2 separate regions of the Oryctolagus cuniculus genome follow, and region 2 is linked to region 1. The links are chromatin contacts, called in public Hi-C maps. All regions are on one chromosome and are shown on one strand. The core of a region is the stretch at or near the end of the contact, and the rest is flanking DNA. Distances in the headings are between cores, read along the strand shown.

The links. Hi-C and Micro-C count contacts between places; a contact is called where the count stands out from the background.
Region 2: a Hi-C map of psoas muscle shows a contact between it and region 1, with 9 times the contacts expected there. The contact joins the promoter of TPM1 here to the enhancer-like site in region 1. A contact is called at or near these places in 5 of 6 Hi-C or Micro-C datasets (ear pinna, embryonic fibroblasts, psoas muscle and 2 more).

Annotation. Positions count from the first base shown.
Region 1 is chr12:85,912,607-85,915,860 of mOryCun1.1, forward strand. No RefSeq gene overlaps it. Among named protein-coding and RNA genes, the nearest start is that of MIR190A, 73 kb to the left of the region's middle. Within about 2 kb of position 1,790, at least 1 of the 8 cell types and tissues checked has an H3K27ac peak or open chromatin away from gene starts, as enhancers often do.
Region 2 is chr12:86,061,410-86,064,433 of mOryCun1.1, forward strand. TPM1 (tropomyosin 1) reads left to right here and starts at 1,351. Exons shown (of 10, transcript NM_001105688.1): 1 at 1,351-1,495; 2 at 2,464-2,589. The coding sequence starts at 1,382.

The DNA.
Region 1 (3,254 bases), core at 540-3,039:
CCTGGCACCCGGTGCCACTGAGTGTGTCTGATCTGTGTCCTCTTCACCTGTCAGCTGGGAATGCTGCATGTTGCCAGTGGCCGGGAATGTGAAAACCCTGTTACAGACCAGCCACGGCTTCTCTCTGCAGTGTGTCTCCAGGGGGATGCATTTAAAGTTTTGCAATTTAGTTATTTCATTTATTTGAAAGATCTGCCATCTGGTTCACTCCCCCAGTGCCCGTCACAACCAGGTCAAAGCTAAGAATGGGAACTCCATCTGGGTCTCCCATGTGGGGGACAGCAAATCATGGACTTGAGCCGTCACCTGCTGCCTCCCAGGGTGTGCATCAGCAGGAAGCTGGAGTCAAAAGTGGAGCCAAGACTTGAAGGTAGGAGCTCGGCCATGGGATGTGGGTGTCCCAGGAAGCAGCCGAACGCCCACCTGGGGGTGCATTTTCAGTGGCTTTGGTGTCTTGATTAACAAAACATATTCATGAATGTCATATAAAATATCGATTCCCCAGCTCAGAGTATGAAAGTAAAACGGAGGGCTAGCGGTCCCTCCAGGATGTGTACTTCATGTGTGTCTATTGCTACAGAAGTTGTCAGACACGCACCCCTGTGGGAGCGCCAGCGTGATGACCACTGACTCTTAGCAACTGCAGTCACGTGATCGGCAGTGTCCAGGTGAAGCGGCTGGGCTTTTAGCCCAATGCCCGCCTCTCCAGTATCCACGTGGCTGCAGTCACTCCTGTCTCATCCCCTGCGTGCCTTCCACGTCTCTCTGAGATGAAGTAGGAGCGAGTTCATTCACTTGCTGGAGGGATACAGAAAACTAGAGAGGCCTGAACCACAGGACAGCCTTCCAAAGAGTTGGAAAAAAATAGTAACAGTAGCAGAAGCAGCACCAATGTGTGTTGAGCACTTACTGTGTGCTGGGCCCTCTTCCAAGAACTCCGCCTATTTGTCTCATCGAATTCTCCCACCGAGGCTAGGACGTGAGTTGTTTTCATCCCTCTTTCCCTGTTTCCATCCCTCTTTCCCAAATGAGGAAATCCGACACACGTGAGTTAAACGGCTTGCCCAGCCTCACACAGTTATTTCGCGAGGCAGAGCAGGATTCAAACCCAAGCTTCCTCCTCTCCAGCCCACCAGTGATTTTCTGACCCGGGTGACCCCTGAGGCCGAAGCCTAACGTGGGCACTAGGACACCTGCTGGGCCAGGTGGGGACGGGAAGAAAGGTGCTTTTACTGGACACTGCTGTGCTGAGTGTGTCCCCTGTCACCGCCTGGCCACCCCTGCCCTGGGACTGTAGGCCCTCAATTGGAGATGATCGGACTCCTCTAAATGGGAGGCTCTTTCCGAAGGAGGGGTCTTCCTGGCTCCCTCAGTGCTTGGCCTTGGGTGGGATTCCACCGTGGGATTGAAAAAATTTGAAAAATAAAGACCTTTGAAAAGGGTGTTTGAAAAATAAAATATGTATAAATATGCATAGAAAAAAGGCAGGAGAAACACGGCTCAAACATTAACAGGTGCCTGTCCCCACCCATCTATAGTGGGAGGGGGCGACGGAAAGCTCACAGGTTGTTTTGTGCCTTTTTGCTTGTCTCAGTTTCCACCATGAATATGGAAGAACAGGACACCCCCAAAGTGCCCCCCGGGCTGGGTTGGGGGTGAGGATGGCCGAGGGCGGGACATCCTTACATGCCAGGAGGGTGTGGCTCCTCTGCTCCCTGGCGATGCCCCGCCCCAGCTCAGGTTAGGCCCAGGCTGGTGGTAAAGGTCATGGCGACCTCGCAGGACCCCACGGTACACAGAAGCAGCTGGTGCAAAAACACTCCCTGCTGCCCAGCTCTGGTTTCTGGAGGCCGCATTCCGACACCTCTTGGGCTAGTTGCTTGGCAGGTTCTCTCGGGGTCTGGGCCATCAGATGCTGCAACCTCAGGATTTAAAAATAACCCTCCCTGCCTGCCCTGGCGACAGAGACAGGGAGAGGTTTCCAGGCTGCAAGTGCCTCCGACCTGGATCGCACTTCCACCCACAGATCCCCCACACAGCTCAGCCCCTCCAGCCTGGTCCTTGGGTAAGAAGGCGGGGAGGGGGGAGGCTCTGCAGGCCCTGCCAGGTGGGAGAACACTACAGTGGCAACGGGACTGAAATTGAGGGAAAACATCAGCCCTTTTTTAGTTTTTAAAGACTTATTTATTTATTTGAAAACAACACAGGAAGAGAGACAGAGACACAGAGAGATCTTCCATCTGTTGGTTCACTCCCCAAATGGCCACAATAGCCAGGGCTGGGCCAGGCCAAAACAAGGAGCCAGCAACTCCATCCGGGTCTCTCAGGTGGGTAGCTAGGGCCCAAGCCCTTGGACCATCTCTTGCTGCCTTTCTGGGCATATTAGCAGGAATACTGGATTGGAAGAGGAGCTGCAAGGACTCAAACTAGTGTCCCAATATGAGATGTAGGCGTTACAAGCAGTGGTGTAACCCACTATCCACAGGCCTTTTAGCAACTACTGAGCACCATACAGCTGTTAAGTTCTGCTACAGTTTGAGACAGGACTTGGATGCCACAAGACCTGACTTACTATTGATTACAAACTCCACCATTGTGGTGCAGTGGGTTAAGACATTGCCTGTGATGCTGGCATCCCATCTGGGAGCCAGTTCATGTCCCAGCTGCTCCACTTCCAATCCAGCTTCCTGCTAATGTGCCTGGGAAAGCAGCAGGAGATGACCCAAGTACTTGGCTCCCTGCACCCACATGGGAGAACCAGAAGAAGCTCGTGGCTCCTGGGTTTGGCCTGGCCCAGCCCTGGATATTGTGCCCATCTTGGGAGTGAACCAGCAAATGAAAGATCTTTGCCTCTCCCTCTCTTTCTGTATTCTGACTTACAAAACAAACAAAAAAATGTTAAAAAACAATTGTGTTTAAATACCTGGGAAGGTTGGCGCTGGTGATCAGTAGGGAGAATTTCTTGTTGCTCGAGACTGTTGTCATTTAAACATCTTGTAGATCCAGGGCTGCACATCCCTGCTGATCCTTATCACTGTGGCTGGGGGTGCTCAGGTAGGTTTCATTGAGAGAAACCCTCAAAGTTGTGAAGCTGCTGTGGTGTGGGGGCTGGGAGACTCCGCTGCTCCTCCTGTGTCGCCAGTGAGGGATGGGATGAGTGGCACCGCATCTCGGGCTCCCGAGCAGAACAGAACAGGGACCGCTGCTGGAAGCGAGGGGATCCATAGCAAGGCCCAGGGGTGGGGGACAGAGAA
Region 2 (3,024 bases), core at 101-2,600, 150 kb after region 1:
AAAGAGCAGGTTCCCCTCCCTCCCCCACTTCTTGGGGACTGGAGGAGTGGAGTTAAAATTAAGAGGTGTAGGGAAGCCCTCCTGCCTCCAGGCAGGCTCCCAGCGCAGAGCTGGGCCTCTTCCCTCCCCAGAGTACAGCTGCGGACACAGTGGCTTAGCCAGGATGATATTTAGCCCACGTTTTTGGCCACCCAGCATCGGAGCGCCTTGCCTTGCCAGGAAAGAGGCAGGCTTTCTACAATCAGTGCAAAACACTGATTTACAAACAGTTAGGTCTGGAGGGACCTCAGGGGTCCGCTTCCCCCTGAATTGAAAGATGAAGAAACTGCAGCAGGGGCGGAGTTACTTATGAAGATCACACACCTGCTGGTGACACAGTAGAGACCAAAGACCAAATGGCCCAAGTTTAAGCTCAATGTTCTCTCCCCTTAAGCTCCCATGGCCCAAGTTTTAACTCAACGTTCTCTCCCCCTAAGCTCCCAGGCACCCACCCTCCTTAAAACACCCCCCCACACACACACACACACATGCAGAGAGAGAGAGAGAAAAACTAAGCCAACAAACTCCTGTGTCCCTAAAGTGCTTGATTGTTCTTCTTGGGGGAAGAGCTCACAAAAGACAGAGGTCCTGTGCCATCCTTGGGCTGCACTCTGCCTTTCTGACCGCACCAGCAGAGTCCCAGGAGAGACCCCTGGACCCTCCTCCCAGCTCTCCCTTCCTCCGCTCCGCTGGACTTTCTCAAGACCTGCGTGCTCTGGATGACACCTGGCAGCCCGAAGGCACTGAAGAGCGCCTAGAACTTAAGAGCCGAGAGTGGAGGGGTGTGGGGGGTGGGCGCAGGCTGCCAGGGAACCCCCGGTGTCCCGCCGAGCGTGCTGGGGTCCGGCGACCCCAAGAGTTCGACGCGCACCCGCCACCTGTCCCGGTTCCGGGAGCGCAGGGCGCGGGCTCTGGAAGGAGGGGCGCAGCGGGCAGGGGTTCGCCTCTCTGCCCCGGCGAGGCCTCAGCGCCTGCTCCCCGGCGCTCAGGTTTGGAAACAGGGCGGCCTCGCCCGGCCGCCGCCTCGCCGGCTCGGGTCCCCATATATAGTCATATCCACCGTCAACCCGGAGGCCGGCGGGCGGCAGCGAATGGGCGAGCGGCCCCCGCGGGAGGAGCGGGGAGGGGGCCCGGGCGGAGGGAGGAGGGGGAAGGGGGCAGGAGGAAAAAGCTTTTCCAAAAAAGTATTGGCTGTCTTGAGGAATGCGGTCGCCCCCTTGGGAAAGTACATATCTGGGAGCAGCAGGCGGCTTCGCGCTCGCACTCCGGCTCGGCAGCCCCAGCGCGCTCGCCTCTTCCCTCCGCTCCCGCCGCAGCCTCAGGGCCCCTCGCCGCCGCCACCATGGACGCCATCAAGAAGAAGATGCAGATGCTGAAGCTCGACAAGGAGAATGCCTTGGATCGAGCGGAGCAGGCCGAGGCCGATAAGAAGGCGGCGGAAGACAGGAGCAAGCAGGTCTGCACCTCCCCGGCCCTGCGGCCGCCCAGCGCCCGCGCTCCGTCGGCCCGGCGATCCCGGCCCCCAGCCGAGGCGGCCGGGGCGCGCGCCTGGGAGGGGAAGGGCACGCACCAGCCTGGGTCTTATTCTCACTTTTCCGTCCCGTCCGGGGACACCGAGGTCCCTGCTCACGTTCCCACAGCCCACGAAGTCTGTTCGAGTCCTGAAGGCACTTGAGTCCCAGGACCGGGTGTCACTCTAGGCGGGCGGTGGGTGGGGGGCGTCGAGGTCTTTGACCTTCCGACCGCGGAGAACCAAGCCTCAAACTCAGGCGGGGACTCTGGGGCGGAAGAAGGGAGTCCTGGAATTGTTTCCTAAGCGTCAGAAAGCACCCAAGGGCACACCGGGGCGCTGCTTTGCTCCCCGGGGGTTGTGGACCTGACAAGGCTGAGACCGTGGCTGAAGCCCCGTCCTGGGAAATGGGGAGGGGAGGCGCGGGCTCTGCTCCGCATTGGCTTCAGCTGGGCCCCCTGGAACCCCAGCTCCGCGGCGCCCCTAGCTGGAGGGGCCCCCAGCCAACGCGTGCCCCTGTGTTGTGTGTGTCTAACACCCGGTCCGTGCCGGCCGCCCGCCCGCGCCCGCCGCCGCCCCCCACCCCTAGCTGGAGGAGGACATCTCGGCCAAGGAGAAGCTGCTGCGGGCGTCGGAGGACGAGCGGGACCGGGTGCTGGAGGAGCTGCACAAGGCGGAGGACAGCCTCCTGGCCGCCGACGAAGCCGCCGCCAAGGTACCGGGGCGCGCGGCAAGGCGCCCAGCACGACTGGCTAACTGTCTCTCTTCTCTCTCTCTCTCTCTCCCTCCCTGTCCTTCCCTCTCGCGTTCCCGCTGTCCCTGTCCTGGTTCTGTGCACCCACACCCCGCCCCTGCGGGATCACGCTGCCTGCTGCACCACCACCCCCTCCCCATACCCCGCGGCCAACTCCCAGCTGGAAGATGAGCTGGTGTCGCTACAAAAGAAACTCAAGGGCACTGAAGATGAACTGGACAAATACTCTGAGGCTCTCAAAGATGCCCAGGAGAAGCTGGAGCTGGCAGAGAAAAAGGCCACCGACGTAAGTGCACGCTCACACCGCCTCCCTCACCTCGCGCGCCCCAGCGGCTACTCTGGGGGTCTCCATAGGGGCCTGAAAGCAATGGAGAAGGGTTGCCTCCTTGTGCTGAACACATGCACGTAGCCCAGAGCACTGGATGCCCCTTCGGCTGCTGCTGCTGCTGCTGCACACATGATATTTCACCCGTTTCTCTCTCTGTTTCTCCTCTTCTTCATCCTCCTGGAAGTAGAGGTGGGTGGGTGAGAAGCTGGGAGAATAGAGCACCCGAAAGTGGAGTCTGGAGGTGAGCCTTGACTCCGTGGTGGCAGAAAACCTCCCGAGGTATCATCACCAAGGTTTGTGCACGCAGAGAATGCCTAGTCTCCTTTATTTCCTTTTTGCCACCTTCAGTGAGTGTAAGTTCTGGGTTTGTGTGTGTGTGCACGCGCGTGTGTG